Linked DNA regions of Mus musculus: region 2 is linked to region 1. The links are chromatin contacts, called in public HiChIP or PLAC-seq maps. All regions are on one chromosome and are shown on one strand. Each heading gives the region's core, a stretch centred on a gene start, on an enhancer-like site or on the middle of the called end of the contact. The rest is flanking DNA. Distances are from core to core; before and after follow the strand shown. Region 1 holds the start of Dock7 (dedicator of cytokinesis 7). Region 2 has its middle 31 kb from the start of Atg4c.

Evidence for each region. HiChIP or PLAC-seq counts read pairs in DNA pulled down with a chosen protein or histone mark.
Region 2: a contact with region 1 is called in an H3K27ac HiChIP or PLAC-seq map of embryonic stem cells, with 10 read pairs. The contact joins the enhancer-like site here to the promoter of Dock7 in region 1. A contact is called at or near these places in 22 of 39 promoter capture datasets (the 3T3-L1 cell line, 3T3-L1-derived adipocytes, the C10 cell line and 15 more), 1 of 15 datasets of contacts at CTCF or cohesin (the NIH/3T3 cell line), 52 of 484 Hi-C or Micro-C datasets (the 3T3-L1 cell line, 3T3-L1-derived adipocytes, the AML12 cell line and 32 more), 9 of 115 datasets of contacts at active chromatin or transcription factors (bone marrow-derived dendritic cells, bone marrow-derived macrophages, embryonic fibroblasts and 5 more) and 4 of 9 other capture datasets (adipose tissue, bone marrow-derived macrophages, liver and 1 more).

What each region holds. Positions count from the first base shown.
Region 1 is chr4:99,116,192-99,123,604 of GRCm38.p6, forward strand. It overlaps Dock7 (dedicator of cytokinesis 7), which reads right to left and starts at 4,734. Exons shown (of 50, transcript NM_001369286.1): 1 at 4,534-4,734. The coding sequence starts at 4,571.
Region 2 is chr4:99,159,043-99,166,019 of GRCm38.p6, forward strand. No RefSeq gene overlaps it. Among named protein-coding and RNA genes, the nearest start is that of Atg4c, 31 kb to the right of the region's middle. Within about 2 kb of position 1,564, at least 67 of the 459 cell types and tissues checked have an H3K27ac peak or open chromatin away from gene starts, as enhancers often do. A contact at or near this core is called in the C2C12 cell line, the MC38 cell line, the NIH/3T3 cell line and 12 more, where this site is marked.

The DNA.
Region 1 (7,413 bases), core at 3,484-5,983:
AGAAACCGGGAGAGGGGCTAGATCCTGAAATCAGTACTAAGGCAAAGGGAAGGAAGGTCAAGCGTTAAAAGTTAAGCATGCTCACTCGGCCCAAGCATTCCTGAAAGACAAAGCAGGAAGTAGTCATGATGATGGCATATACCTGATAGAACCGGGACTAGAAACAGAAAACCAGCAATTGGTGGCAGCTAGGAATGCCAGACAACTCAATAGGTCTTTGTTTTACACTGAGACTGGTGTAAGTCTTATATGAAAGGAAAGAAAGGTCTCATAAAAGGGATACAAATGTTAGGATGGAAAGGGGAAAGTGTAGAGCCAAGGTTCTGAGGGAAATGATAAGAAATAGGCTTCAAGATTACAATAGCACATGCCTAGCACATCGGGGGCTAAGGGAGGACGACCAGAGTCCGAAGCCAGCCTGGTTACACAGGGGGACCCTGTCTCAGAGAGAGGAGAGGGGACTCTGAAGTAACCTCATCTGAAAGAAGATGATAATAAAAGGTAAGTGAACTGCTCTGGTCTCACTCCAACGTGTGGCTTAGTACAAAGAGAGTAGATACTAAGCATTAACCATTAGTGCGGCAAGGGCTGGGAGGTAGATCAGAGGAACAGATCACTCCCAGGTTCAATTCTAGCACAACAACAACAGGAAGGGAGGGAGGGAGGGAGGGAGGGAGGGTGGGAGGGAGGAAAAGAATTAGCGAGGATGAGGTAAAAGAAGATCAGGGAAGTCTCTGAGTCCACAGAGAAAAGTGGGCAGCACAGCTGATGACACAGGAACTATAAAGAAAACCAGCCTGGGTCCACACAGTCAGAATCACTAAAAGGTAAGGGGTCAGGCTTGAGCTACTGAAAAGGACTACACTCAGTGCTCTGAAATAAACACCTGCCTGGTCCCTCCCCCCAAAACAAAACAACAACAACAATAACAACAAAACCAAAAAACTTTATTTTTCTGCTTCCTGGCAAAAACTAGAGCTAATCAAAAATGGAAAGACAGGAAAACAAGCATAAAGCTGTGCTGTAAACAGCGGCACCTGGGGAACTCCCCTGAAAAAATATGTTGAAAAAAAAAAAGCACAAATAAAAAGTATGATAACTACAACCAGGGGACAAGGGTCTGAGTGTCAATTTGGGTGCACTGTCTAAACTTTCATTTAGAAAACAGCACTACTAGCCGGGCGGTGGAGGCGCACGCCTTTAATCCCAGCACTTGAGAGGCAGAGGCAGGTGGATTTCTGAGTTCGAGGCCAGCCTGGGCTACAAAGTGAGTTCCTGGACAGCCAGGGCTATACCTATCTCAAAAAAAACAAAACAAAAAAAGAAAAAAGAAAGAAAGAAAACAGCACTACTATTAGCAAGTAGTATCGCAGTGACATAGCAGCAGCAACAGCATTTCTTTTTTTTCTTTTTAAGATTTATTTATCTATGTATATGAGTACACACTGTAGCTGTACAGATAGTTGGAACCTTCATCTGGTTGTTCGGAATTGAATTTAGTACCTCTGCTCCCTCAGGTCGGCCGGGTGGTTTGTGAGCCACCATGTGGTTGCTGGGATTTGAACTCAGGACCTTTGAAAGAGCAGTCAGTCCTCTTACCCGCTGAGCCACCTCACCAGCCCGCAGCAGCAGCCTTTCTTAAGTGCTCATGTTCCGGGCAATTGCAAGGATGTCAAGGATGCTAGTTCATTTATCCTCACACTCACTGCATGGGGCTTCTGGAAACCTAACCAAGATCTGGTGAAATGTTCAGAACTGCCCAGCTACAATGCCACGTAGGCAGAGTTTCAACCTGTGCAATTTGGCCAAAACCAATATTCTTTCTCACATTGTGTGCCTCTCTAGGTTATAAGGATACCTAGTAAAAATGTACACAAATGGCCATCCTCTTATTAAATATCAAGTCACAGGACAAAATGATCCAAATGAAATCCTACATCTTTAATTTGAAAATAGTTGAAACTTCATAAATGCACAAGCCATGTCCTCAAGAAGAAGAAAGAACAAAGAAGCAATTTCTTGATATGGGCAAAATGAATAGGGCTTTGGGAAGCTGAGTTGAAGTAAGCCAGCCAATCAGGTAAACACGAATAAAGAACTTCTTGAAATCACATTCCAGCCTCAAAATACTAACAGCATTCCATGAAAAGGGCTGAAAAAAATAACTCAGCCAGAAAAAGCTGACTAGCATGGTTCTTTATAAAGACTTCTAGACCATCATGATTTTTTTTTCACACAGCAGTAGGTTTTCACAGAGCAATGAATTTCATATATGCATATATTATGGAAAAGACTGTCACTCTGAAGAAAAGGTACTAAGCCTCATTTCATATACATTACAAAAATGAAATAGCTGCTATTTACTAAGCATTACTGCACACACGGCTTTATTCTAAGCACATTAGTTTCTTTAACCTCATAGCAACCCTATGAGAAAAGTTCTAGGATTATCGCCACTTTTAGGGCAAACAGAAATGGAATCAAGTAACTTGGTCAAGTTTAGTCAATGGGTGGCAGGGCCAGGCTGTCAACCCCAGTGTATCCCCAGAAACACTGTGCTGTTTCTGCTGGCAGGAAACTTAAAAGCAGAGCTCCGGTTTCCTCAGAAGTCTTATTTAATGATACTCAGTAAGTTTCTTCAGAAGTCTTATTTAATGATACTCAGTAACAAGGAGGACCCATACTCATCCATAATAGATACCTACTAACTGCGCACAGCATTCTGTCCTTGGTTTTCTCTCTATGACCCTATCAGCATCTCAGGCTTCACTCATCGTCTACTTCCTGATGGTTCTGAATTCGAGGTCCCCATTCTCTCCTACGTCTCAAGCCAGTACCAAAAAGCTAATAGATGTCTCCACTTAATGCTATATAAGCCCCCAAAGCCAAGATGTCTACACCTGAATCCTCACTTCCATCCAATCTTATCCCCAATTCGGAAACCACTTCCTCCTATGCACAGCTCTAGATATGAGTAGATGTCCTTCTATCATTCAGCTGGCTGCACAGCTGGAAAGCTGGGTGGCAGGAAAGGCGCATGGCCCCACTCTTCCTCAACTTCCACTCGCAATCACTCATCACTGCCATGTCTACCTAAACGTCTCCTGCAACAGCACAGGCTTCATTTCCCTGCCTTGATTTTGTAACTTCCAAGGCTAGCCTGACTCACGTTTGAGGCTGCTTTCCACAACAGAGTCTGTTTTCTGTCTTGAGACTAGTTCCATCTGATATCTCCATTCACAGAGAAGAGGCACTATCTATATTTCATACCTTACCCTCAAGGGTGTACTTACTTTATGAGATATAAACTCTAAGATCTATTTAAAAGAATTGTACAAAATGTGTCCTTTAATGGCATGCCTTAAGACCCCAAAACAAAAACTCATACTTTCCAATCCCAATTACAAATGTTCAATGATAATATGGACAATGCACTATTAAGTGCTTTATAAAAAAAATGACCATTTAAAATTCACGACAACCCAATAAGCTAGATACCATTATTACCATTTTTCAGATGAGACAACTAACATGCAAGAGAATTTCAACAACCTGGTGAAGGTCCCGATTTTAAAAACACTCAGTATTGTAATTTATCTTAGTCTACCAGTAGCACCCATATTCCTAAGAACTTATTTAAGAAGAATATGAAATACATATTTTAAAACTCAAAAAGGGTTCATTTACATCTGATCTTAGCCAAAGACAGAGATGCAATGAGATGTTAGTTTTAAATGGGAAAAAAAAAAAAGTGTCCCAAAAGCCTTAACATTGTGGGGGTCCGGAAACTAATAAAAGCTTTTCTCCAACATATCCAAAAACCTTCTACAAATATCAACAAGCTAAAAAGATTCAGAACCACAGAAATATATACAGCCATCACAAAATTTCATCTGAATGTTGCCTTTCTTTAAGCCTAAGTCGCAGAAATAAGGCTTTAATGAGACAACAAACAAACAATGCCTAGTTCCTTATCCATAAGTACATCCCATAGCTAAATTCTACAAACATCCTTCCATTTTTTTATCTGGACAGGGAGGTAAACTGCTGGGGAACCTTATCCTCGGTGGGTGGTTTACTCCTAGGCCCACGCATAAAGCCCAGTGCGGGTCGGGTCATCCATCTTCCTCTGGGGCCAGAGAAAGAACGCCCACCGAGCCCACGGGTAAGTGGGGTGCTCCCATGTCCCGCAGCCCATAACTTTGCACTGCGGCCTCAGTGTGCCTGTGCAGGCGTGGGTGCGGAGCCGCTGGGGCGGGCGGGGCGTCCGGGGTGCTGTCAGCGGTGGCGACGGGTGCGTGAGCGCCGTGGCCTCCACGCCAGTTCCTTTTGTTGGGGCGCCCGGAGCCGGGGCGTGGGCGTGGAGCGCCGGGGAGGACGCGACTGCGGACACAAAGAACCGCCGAGCTGCCGCACGCCCTGCGGGCCTGGCGGGGCGCGGACTGCAGGCCCGGGACCGCGCGGCAAGGCCCGTGGGCCGCGCCACACCCACCCTCGCACCCCGGGGGCCCGGCCGGGCTCCCCGCCGCGTACCTGCTGATCTTCTGAGCGAAGGCGCGGCGCTCCGCCATGGCTGCGGCGGCGCGGGGCTGGACGCGGGGCTGGACGCGGGGCTGGGCGGCCTCCTCCTCCTCGCGCTCCCGTTCGCGCTCCCTCCCGCGCGCTCGCCCGTCGGCTCTCCGGACCCCACCGCGAGGCTGGGCCGGCCGCTGGAGCGCGGAACCAGGGTACCGTAATGCGCCGAGGAGGCGCGCACGAGGAACCTCTCTCTGCCCCCGCCCCCGCCACCCCCCTTCGCCTCGCGCGCCAATCCCGGCTGGAGGCCGGGCTGGAAGGCCGCCGGAGCCCGCGGGAGCTGATGCGACGCCGGGTGTGGAACCGGGCCGCGAGCCCTCGCTGCCCTGCCGCCACGACCGGGAAGACCCACGACGGGGCCGTGACCGTAGCCGCCGAACGCGCGCGGGGCTGTGCTTTCCCCAAAGGGAAGGTTAGGAAATGGAAAGGGCCTTGCGGCTTGGTTCCTGCAGCTCCTGACTCCAGGCAGTTTAAAGCACCTTTCTTGCACGCCCCGACCTCGTGAGTGGGGTCTAGCTGGAGAAACAATGGCTCTTCTTTGTAGAAAGAACTCTCCCACAAAGGTGGTGTGATAATCGCTGATTTGTGGTGCATGGCCAAGCTTACACGCATGATCTTACTTAATCTCCACAACAGCTCTTTGAAGTAGATTTAGCTCCATTTTAGAGAGAAAAAAATTGTCTCAGAGAAGCTGTGACTTGCCCTTGGTCACACATGGCAAGCTCCTCCCGTGAACGTGAGACCCAGAGCCCAGGCCCTTTTCTCCAAGAACAGTTATCCCTGTAAAGAATTCTCTTGTGAGTCCTTTACAGTTACTCTGGCATTCTCATTTCATATGTATGCGTACATGCATATCCATCAGATGAACTGTTTTCCATCCTTTTGATGTTCTATAAATAGAACCTGTGTCAGTCTTGTTCTAATGCATTGGGTTCTGAAATTGTGAAACTAAGAAAAATCCTTTGGCTTCTTGTGACACCTTCCCTCCTAAATGTTTTAAGAATTTAATATACCTTATTTGCAGTTACTAAATGTCCTCTGTATCCTTGTGGAGCGTGTTAGATTGTCTCTCACCATAGCGAAACCTTCAGCTTGAAGCCTGGTCACTTGCCCAGTCATACAGAACAGAAAGCACTCATTAAGTGGGTCCAGGACTTCCCGTCTGTACCCTAACCTGGGTTTGAACCAGGTGATTGGATGCCTTTAAAACACTGGTTTACGGTGAGGATAGCCCATTCGAGGTGGGTATATATTTAACATGTACTTAAATGCAGGTATGCTAGAGCCCAAATGTGAGCTAGCTGCGGTTCTGTTTTCAGAATATTTGAGTCCATGGGGAAAGATACAGCTGCTCCAAGTCTAACTTTGCTGTAACACTGTTCCAGACCTTTCCATTGTTCATGATAGAAACCCAGTTGCTTTCTGCCTCCTCCCCATGTGACCTTGAGCAAATTACTTAAACAACCGGAACAGTGTTACTTAGTTGCAAGCATAGTGTGAAGATGCACTGAATTCAAGGTCTAAGTGTGGGGTCTGGGCTGCAGTGGGTACCTACCTAGCTGCTACAGTTTCCTCGCAGGTGTTATCAATATCCATGGTATACTTGACTTTGTCCTTGGTGCTTCAGAGTCTCTGGATGGCTTGTCTGCTTTCATGCTCCCAGGCAGATGTTGTAGGCCTTTATCTCTGCTTGACAAACATCTTCTCAGTACTCTCTTAGAGACTGAGCACATTTTGCTTTGAATAGTTCTTTGTATACATGACTCACTAGTTGCCAAAGAGTCTGAAAGGACATTGCATGCACTGTGAAGCTTACTGGAAACAGTAGGAATGGAACAAGCGGCTCAAAAAAAAAAAAAAAAAGTACCCGGAGAAATGGAGTCTGGGGAAGACTCCACACAGGAAGTGTGACCCTGACCTCAGGAAGACCTGTCCTGCAACTAACCAAGTCCAGTGTGAGCCAGTACCCATATGCCGTAGAGATCCAAACTAAAGGAAAGATACACAGACCTCAGCAATGGAAATGAAAATAGAATTGCTTTGGCTGCCCAGTGTTTATGTGCCCCACAACCCTTTACAGGCATGCATGCATGTACATGCATCTCAGTCCCCTGTTCTCTGAGGAGTTGATTACCTCACCGATATTTTTAAGAGTGTGGGGGGGGGGGGTGATCTGGTCCTGACAAATGGACCAGCCTCAGGTTAGGCACATGAATCAAGCCAAGAGCATCAGGACCATGAACCAGGGACTTCACATCATTAACTTCTTCTGGACTCAGAGCCACACAGAGCAATGAAGAGAGCAAAAATCCTGTAGGTGAGCTCCTTATGGCCCCTTATATGACATGAGCCCTGGACTTTGCTAGGGGTTTTGTTTATTCAGTTCAGAGTTTTCTTCCTTCCTTCCTTCCTTCCTTCCTTCCTTCCTTCCTTCCTTCCTTTTTTCTTTTCATCTATCTTTTTATTTTTTTAAGATTTATTTATTATTATGCGTAAGTACACTGTAGCTGTCTTCAGACTCACCTGAAGAGGGCATCAGATCTCATCATGTGGTTGCTGGGATTTGAACTCAGGACCTTCACAAGAGCAATCAGTGCTCTTACCCGCTGAGCCATCTCGCCAGTCCTTCAGCTATCTTGAATTGGATAATATTATTTAGTCTTACCTGACACAGGCCTTCAGTCAGTCAATGTACATGTTCATTCCTGGAAATACAATGTAATTAAGACTTATTTCTATCCTCAAAGAGTTAGGGAATCGTCTTGGAGAGGTAAATTCTTATGCACTTATGATGTGTGTTCAGTGGTGAGGCTGGATACTTTAGGAAGTTGGCTGAGT
Region 2 (6,977 bases), core at 314-2,813, 40 kb after region 1:
AGAGAATTCCTGAAAGGAAGTTGTGTCTGCTGAAGCTGACTGATTCATTGGAACTGATACCGTGGGGAGGTTGGAATGTTGCAGGTCCAGAGGTTAGTTACTGTATCTTAACTTGTGGGGAGGTTGGAATGTTGCAGGTCCAGAGGTTAGTTACTTTATCTTAGGCTGGTTCTAGCTCTCCAGAACAGCCATTCCTTGTTTACCACTGTATCAGAACTAACATCCGTGACAAGTAGATAGAAACCTTTTAGACTCCATTAACTTGGCAGGCCAGTAGCTCTGGTTTTTCGTTGAGATTACTGACACAATGAAAGTGTGGGAAATGCTACATCTTACTGTTTTCCAGGGCTAAATTAATCAAGTCTGTTACGGTCGATAACTCTTGTTAGGGGGCTTCACTTCATCTCCTATGAAAGACGGTCAAGGCTTATGTAAGAAGACCCATGATGAGAAGAGCAGGAGGAAAGCTCTCAGTCCATTACTACACTGATGAGATGTCAGTTGCCCAAATCACAGAGTCTTTTGAAAGGCGACCACTTCCATGAAGAGATATCTGCTCTTTCTGCCAGATGTTGACAGCTGGGACCCTCATTCCACAGGGATGACTTTGCTCAGCTCGTCTCCAGGGACATGGGGACACACACACACACACACACACACACACACACACACACACACACACACGCCTCTCAAGATTCCTGTTACTTCCAAACTACTATAAGGAGCATAGCTCCTAGAGGCCTTCCTTACTGTTTCATACTCAAATTATCTTGACTCCATTACCTTCTCTCTGGCTCCCAGATGTTCTTGTTTTCTAGGTCAAGTCTCTAAGATCCTAGATTTCAAAAACCAATTGTTCTTTTAACCAAGTGAAGGTAGCATAAGGGCTATCATTAATCTATCTATAAACCCTTCATGCCCAGGAAAAAATAACTCTCCTCCTCCTCCTCCTCCTCCTCCTCTTTTCTCATTTTTGGTTTTCGAGACAGGTTTTTTTCCTGTATAGCCCTGGTTGTCCTGGAACTTACTCTGTAGACCAGGCTGGCCTCAAACTCAGAGATCCTCCTGCCTCTGCCTCCCAAGTGCAGGGATTAAAGGTGTGTGCCACCACTGCCTGGCAGGGACAAATAACTTTTTGGAATGTTCCATTTGATGTTCATGTAAGATAATAAATCATGTGTTTTCACTTCAGCACACAAGGTTGGTTGCCCCAGTTGCAAAGGATGTGCTGGACCACACATAGGTGGGAGATGTGTGACAGGAAGCACCTCAGGATGTATGCTCATCCCCAATTAGACAGAGGCAGAAAGTGCTTAGCCTTATGGGATTGGCCTTTAAGGAATTTGACTGCCCTAATTCAGCAACATTCTCTGAGAATCCCAGGTATGGACCTGGCCAGTGTGCATCTTTCTGGCCAGGACTAAATAAAACCTTGCTTTAACTGGACACTTGTAGATTTGGACTCTCTGCATAATTTTCAGGTTTCATAGTAACTTCAACCTGCTAAATAGAGCGCAGTCTTAGTTATCCCAAGCAAGTGAGGCAAAATGAACTTCCATTCTTTTGTGATGACTCCTCAGCAAGCACAAGTCAGTTAATCTGTTGCCTAGGTTACCAGCCACGGAGGGGCGGGGGGGGGGGAGGGGGGACCAGCCAAAGGGAGACAAAAACAAGGGCAGTCCCAATTTTTTGGTTATTGTGAAAGATGCCACAATAATGCTGTCTCTTCATGAAAAACAAGACTTCTAGCTCAAGATCCTTCAGGGAATTTCTGTCTTAGGAAATAAGAGGGATAAGAGTAGTAAGATTTGCTTATTTAATACTAATTTAAAATCCATTCAATCATAAGTGAAGCCTTCATCTAATGTTCTAAGGAGTAATAACATCCATTGGAAAACAAAAAAAGCTATTGTTCTTTTAAACTATGTGTAACTTCCAAAAATAAAACTTAAAATTTATATGAAAAAAAAATAAAAATAAAATAAAATCCAGATGTTGGTGAGACCCGCCTGCCAATGTCGCCTAGACTTGTACTAGTTACTACCCGAGAATGAGGAGAGGAGAGCATCGGATGTGGAGACACTATGGAAGAGAGATGGTAAACTGCAACCAAACACAGACATACCAAATTCTCTTCGCAGTATTGGAGACTTTGAATGTGTTGGGAAAATGTTCTACCACTTTGGGCTACAATTGTCAACATAATGTCAAAATTTTTGTGTATTGTCTTTCTGGTTTCTGAGGCTCTATCTTTCTTTCTCCCCCACCCCACCCCCCTTTAGATGCATTGGACCATATCTAAACTCCTAAACCAAATACACATTGGTTTCTTTTCTTTTTTTTTTTTTACTCGAAAAGATATGGATTTATTTTTACAATGGTTACACCCTCCCCCTCCCTCTCCCACTTTCCCTTTTCTCTAATAGTCCTGTATTATTCTTCCCACTCAATAGTAGAGAACAGCCCAAAGACTTCCTCCCACAACCTACTTACAGGAAAGAATAAAAACAATTCAACTCCAGCTGGGCCTGCACAAAAGCCAGGAAGCTTTCTTGGATCTGGGAGTCTTGTGGGAGCAGCTAGCAGCTTAGGTGCTTTCTGGCAAGTTTTGATTCTGCTCTTGCTGCAGAAACCGTAAGCTGCCCGACACTGACGATATTCAGTAATCGTTGCCAAGTTTAATTCCAGTTGGGTTGTTTGGAGGGCTTGAGTGACCACGGGAGAAACATTTTTATAAAGCTCCTTGTTTGGTGCACTGGCAATTTGCTCAGGAAATGTGAGTCAGTCTCCCTCCCTCTGTCTCAGAAAAAAAATAGCTTGATTTCTCTCCTCTAAACTGGAGGCTAGCCCATAAATATGACCATCACACTTGGCCTCACCTTGGAACGAGACCTTCAGCTGCACTGCAGAAGCAGTGTTTGTCTCAGGAAGTACAGACCCAGAGAATGCGTAAGCTAATTTCTTTACAGTGTCAAACCGTAGGACAAATGGATAAGGTGCGCATTTAACATATCACAGTGGACCTGCAAATGGTTATTAACATATCAAAGTGGACCTGGCTACTTGGTTCTCCCAGCATCCCTCAGTCCCTACCTGTTGCAGGGCCCTCCTGGATGCCTCCCACCCTAAACTTCTCCAGGACAGGGACTGGGCTGTCCTTCCTGTCAGCTGCCCTTCGATATATAATCCAGCCATTTTGATTACCTGGTCTTTTCAGTCTACTCTCTTTTGGGCTTCCTGGCTACCTCACTTGGTTCCCTGAACTCTCCCCTCTCCCTTCCCCTCTCTCCTCTCTTCACGTGGCTCAGGGTCCTGTCCACTCTGGAGTCTCCCAGATGCCCCTGCCTCTGGCTATGTTTATCTGTAATATCTATAGTAATATCTATAATAAACATTCTCCTCCACCATACACCGATCAGTCTTGTTCCTTTCCTTTTTATTTCTTTTTTTTCATTCACTTTTAGACAATAAGCAGATACATTTTTAATATTTATCTTTATGCATCCATTTAAACAAACTCATGTGTTAACCCATAATTTCATGCATGTTATTGCTTAAGATTAGGTTAAATAAAGTTTAAAAGTCCAAGGAAAACAGGGAGGAAATAACGATTGTCAGGCAGACCTCCAGCCTCTGAGAGCAGCAGCCCAGGAGTTCAGCAAACTGAATGGCATATGGATAGCTGATGTTTCCAGAAACATTATCCAAATAAAAAAAAGACCTAGGATTTATCTCCAGCAGAATGCTATCAAATTCAGTCTTGCTACTGAGCAGTTCTATACTGTAAGCAACTTCACAAACCTCTGAATGGGCACCCTCATTTGCAGTATAAGGATAAAATCCATCACAAAGTTCTTCACATAAACTAAGATGCGAGATTTCAGTTTAGGATTATACTGAGAACAGCTCACGCTCGCTAAGAGCCACACCCTATCTGACTCTTTCTTAACTGCGTCTCCCGACTCTTATTTATTGTCATTTATCTTACATTAAAGTCTTGAAGCAATAAAGCAAGCAATCAGTTCTCTTAGCCAACAGTGGCGTCAGAAAATGCTCGTACTTCTAGGAGACAGAAAAGCTCCAGAATCGGGCTCTGTTTTCGGGTGTAGGATATTGGACTTTCTCCTCGTATGTACTGCAACACAAAACAAGTATGTGATTATCAGCTTTATGTTCCCCCTCCCCCAAGTAAGCCATCTCTCCTTTCTCCTAACACGTTTGACGGTTATGGGATTGCTTTCAGAATCAACAGGCTGTGATTCACGGTGAGTACAGTCTGGCATAACTCTTTTCTTTTCCTTTCAGTACTTGATTGTATTTGTTGGTTCTCAGAAAGAAATACTAAGGAGGCAAAGTTTCTGAACTTTCATTTACCCATTCACAATAATAATCTATTAATAAGCACTTAAATAGAAACCGTGTAGAATCTTGGGGAATCAAACAGAATTAGTTACTGTTCACATGGAGTTTACAGTATGAAGACAACTGGGGGATACACACACACACACACACACACACACACACACACATATGTATACATAAAATAAAAATGGAATTTATTCAGTTCTCTTACATGACACAGGCTGGGTAAATCAACAAGACTTGCCTGCTCACTAGAGAAGCAGAAAATGAGAGTTACTTAATCCAGGAAGCTCAGCTGTCCCTAAGTGCGACTGAAGGGCAGGAAAGTCCCTGGAGAGTATTGAGTCCATGCTGCAATGCTAATGAGTCAGCAGAGGACCTCAGAAGCAGCAGCAGCAGCAGCAGCAGCGGTACCTCGCCAGCATATAGCTTCTCAGAGGAAGGCCAGCATACCCACGCTGCCTCTCTATGGATTTCCTTTGTCTTCTGAGCTGCCCTTTCAAAGCTGCCACCTGTATTGAGGCAAGGTGCAGATACATGTTGGGTTTTTTTGTTTTCCCTTTTAAAGTTTGTTTGTTTGTTTGTTTGTTTATGGTTTTTCGAGACAGGGTTTCTCTGTATAGCCCTGGCTGTCCTGGAACTCATTCTGTAGACTGGGCTGACCTCGAACTCAGAAATCTGCCTGCCTCTGCCTCCCAAATGCTGGGATTAAAGGCATGCACCACCACTGCCCGGCTATTTATTTATTTATTTTTATGTATGTGAGTACACTGTCTTCTGTCTTCAGACACACCAGAAGAGAGCATCAGATCCCATTATAGGTGGTTGAGAGCCACCATGTGGTTGTTGGGAATTGAACTCAGAACCTCAAGAAGAATAGTCAGTGCTCTTAACCGCTGAGCCATCTCTCCAGCCCACAGATAAATGTCTAACAGTCATTTTTCAAAAACAAATCTGGCCCTAGAAAAGGCTCGACAGTTAAGAGTGCTGGCTGTTCTTCCAGAAGTCCTGGGTTTGATTTCCAGCACCCTCATGCCAGCTCACAACCACATGTAACTCCATGCCAGCTCACAACCACATGTAACTCCAGATCCAGAGGACCCAGCATCCATTCGTTTCTGGTTTCTGAGGACACCAGGCATGCATATTGTTGGTATTCTGTCTGGACTCCACCCACACAGTTACCTGGCAGCAGCCAGGTAGGCTTGGCACACTTAGGGGTTGTTTGGCCCCTCCTCTCTCTCTTACTCTTGCCTCCTTGCTCCACCCCCTCCCCATTCCCTTCCTCCCCACACCCCCCCATGGTCATGGCTGGCCTTTACTTCTCTACTCTCTCCTTCTATCTGCCTTTCTCTGCCTCTACTACTCTCTTAACTCCCCTCCCCGTGCCCTGAATAAACTCTAATCTATAATATACCATTGTGTGGCTGACTCTCAGGGGGAAGGGATGCCTCGGCATGGGCCCGCTACTTCTCCCACACCCCACCAGAACATATCTTAATAGCTCTTTCTCTTTTTATGATCACAACATATATGACGCACAGACATACGTGCAAGCAAAACACCCATACACATAAATAATTTTTAAAAATCTAAAAACTAACATTTATGTGCATGCATACCATATTTTACTAATTTAAAGTAGGAATAACCTACAATTTAAAAATAATTATGCAAATTACAGAGTCATATGGTTAATTGCTTTTATACATGTGGTTTCTTTTACTCTAGCTGAACTTTAGTATCTGTGGCCAATGCGTGGTTGCAAACAACGAAAGCTGAATGCTGGTTGACATCGTTATTTAAGTTAAAGGGCAGGATGAAAGCAAAACGGAAAGAGAAAAGGCAGAGCTCACATTTGTCCGTGTGTGAGTGATTCTTCACTGAATGCTGTAAAGTATAAAAAACAAAAGATTTTTGTTTCTTTAATACTGGAAGAATGTCTTTTGCTTTGTTTAATTGCAACATGCACACACAGACACACACACACACACACACAGACACACACACACAGACACATAGACACACACACACTGACACACACAGACACACACACACACACACAGACACAGACACACAGACACACACAGACACACACAGACACACACAGACACACACACACACATACAGACACATAGACACACACACACACACACACACACACAGACACACACAGACACACACACACACACACACACACACAAATACATGCACAGAGACAACACACACCTTGTTTTTAATTTACTAATGAAAAAGATGTAGAGAGTTGGAAAGCAGAAAGAGAGAGAGAGGCATGGTCTGACCTTAGGCAGGACCATGTTTATCCATGGTGAGGGGTGACTTCAATCAACCACATATGTGAATGGCCAAAATGCCTAACGAAGAAGATGGTATGGAGCCTGTTATAAGGATGCGAATGAATTCCATAGTCTGCATGAGGAGCTGGGAAGTGCAGTTTTTTCGGCAGGATGCTATCATGTCTAATTTACATTTTTTTGTCTTTTCTAATATATATTTTTTAATTTTATGTGTATGAGTGTTTGGCTTGAGGATCTGTCTATGTGCTGTGTGCATGTATATATGTTTATGTGCTACATGCATGTAAGTGCCAGATG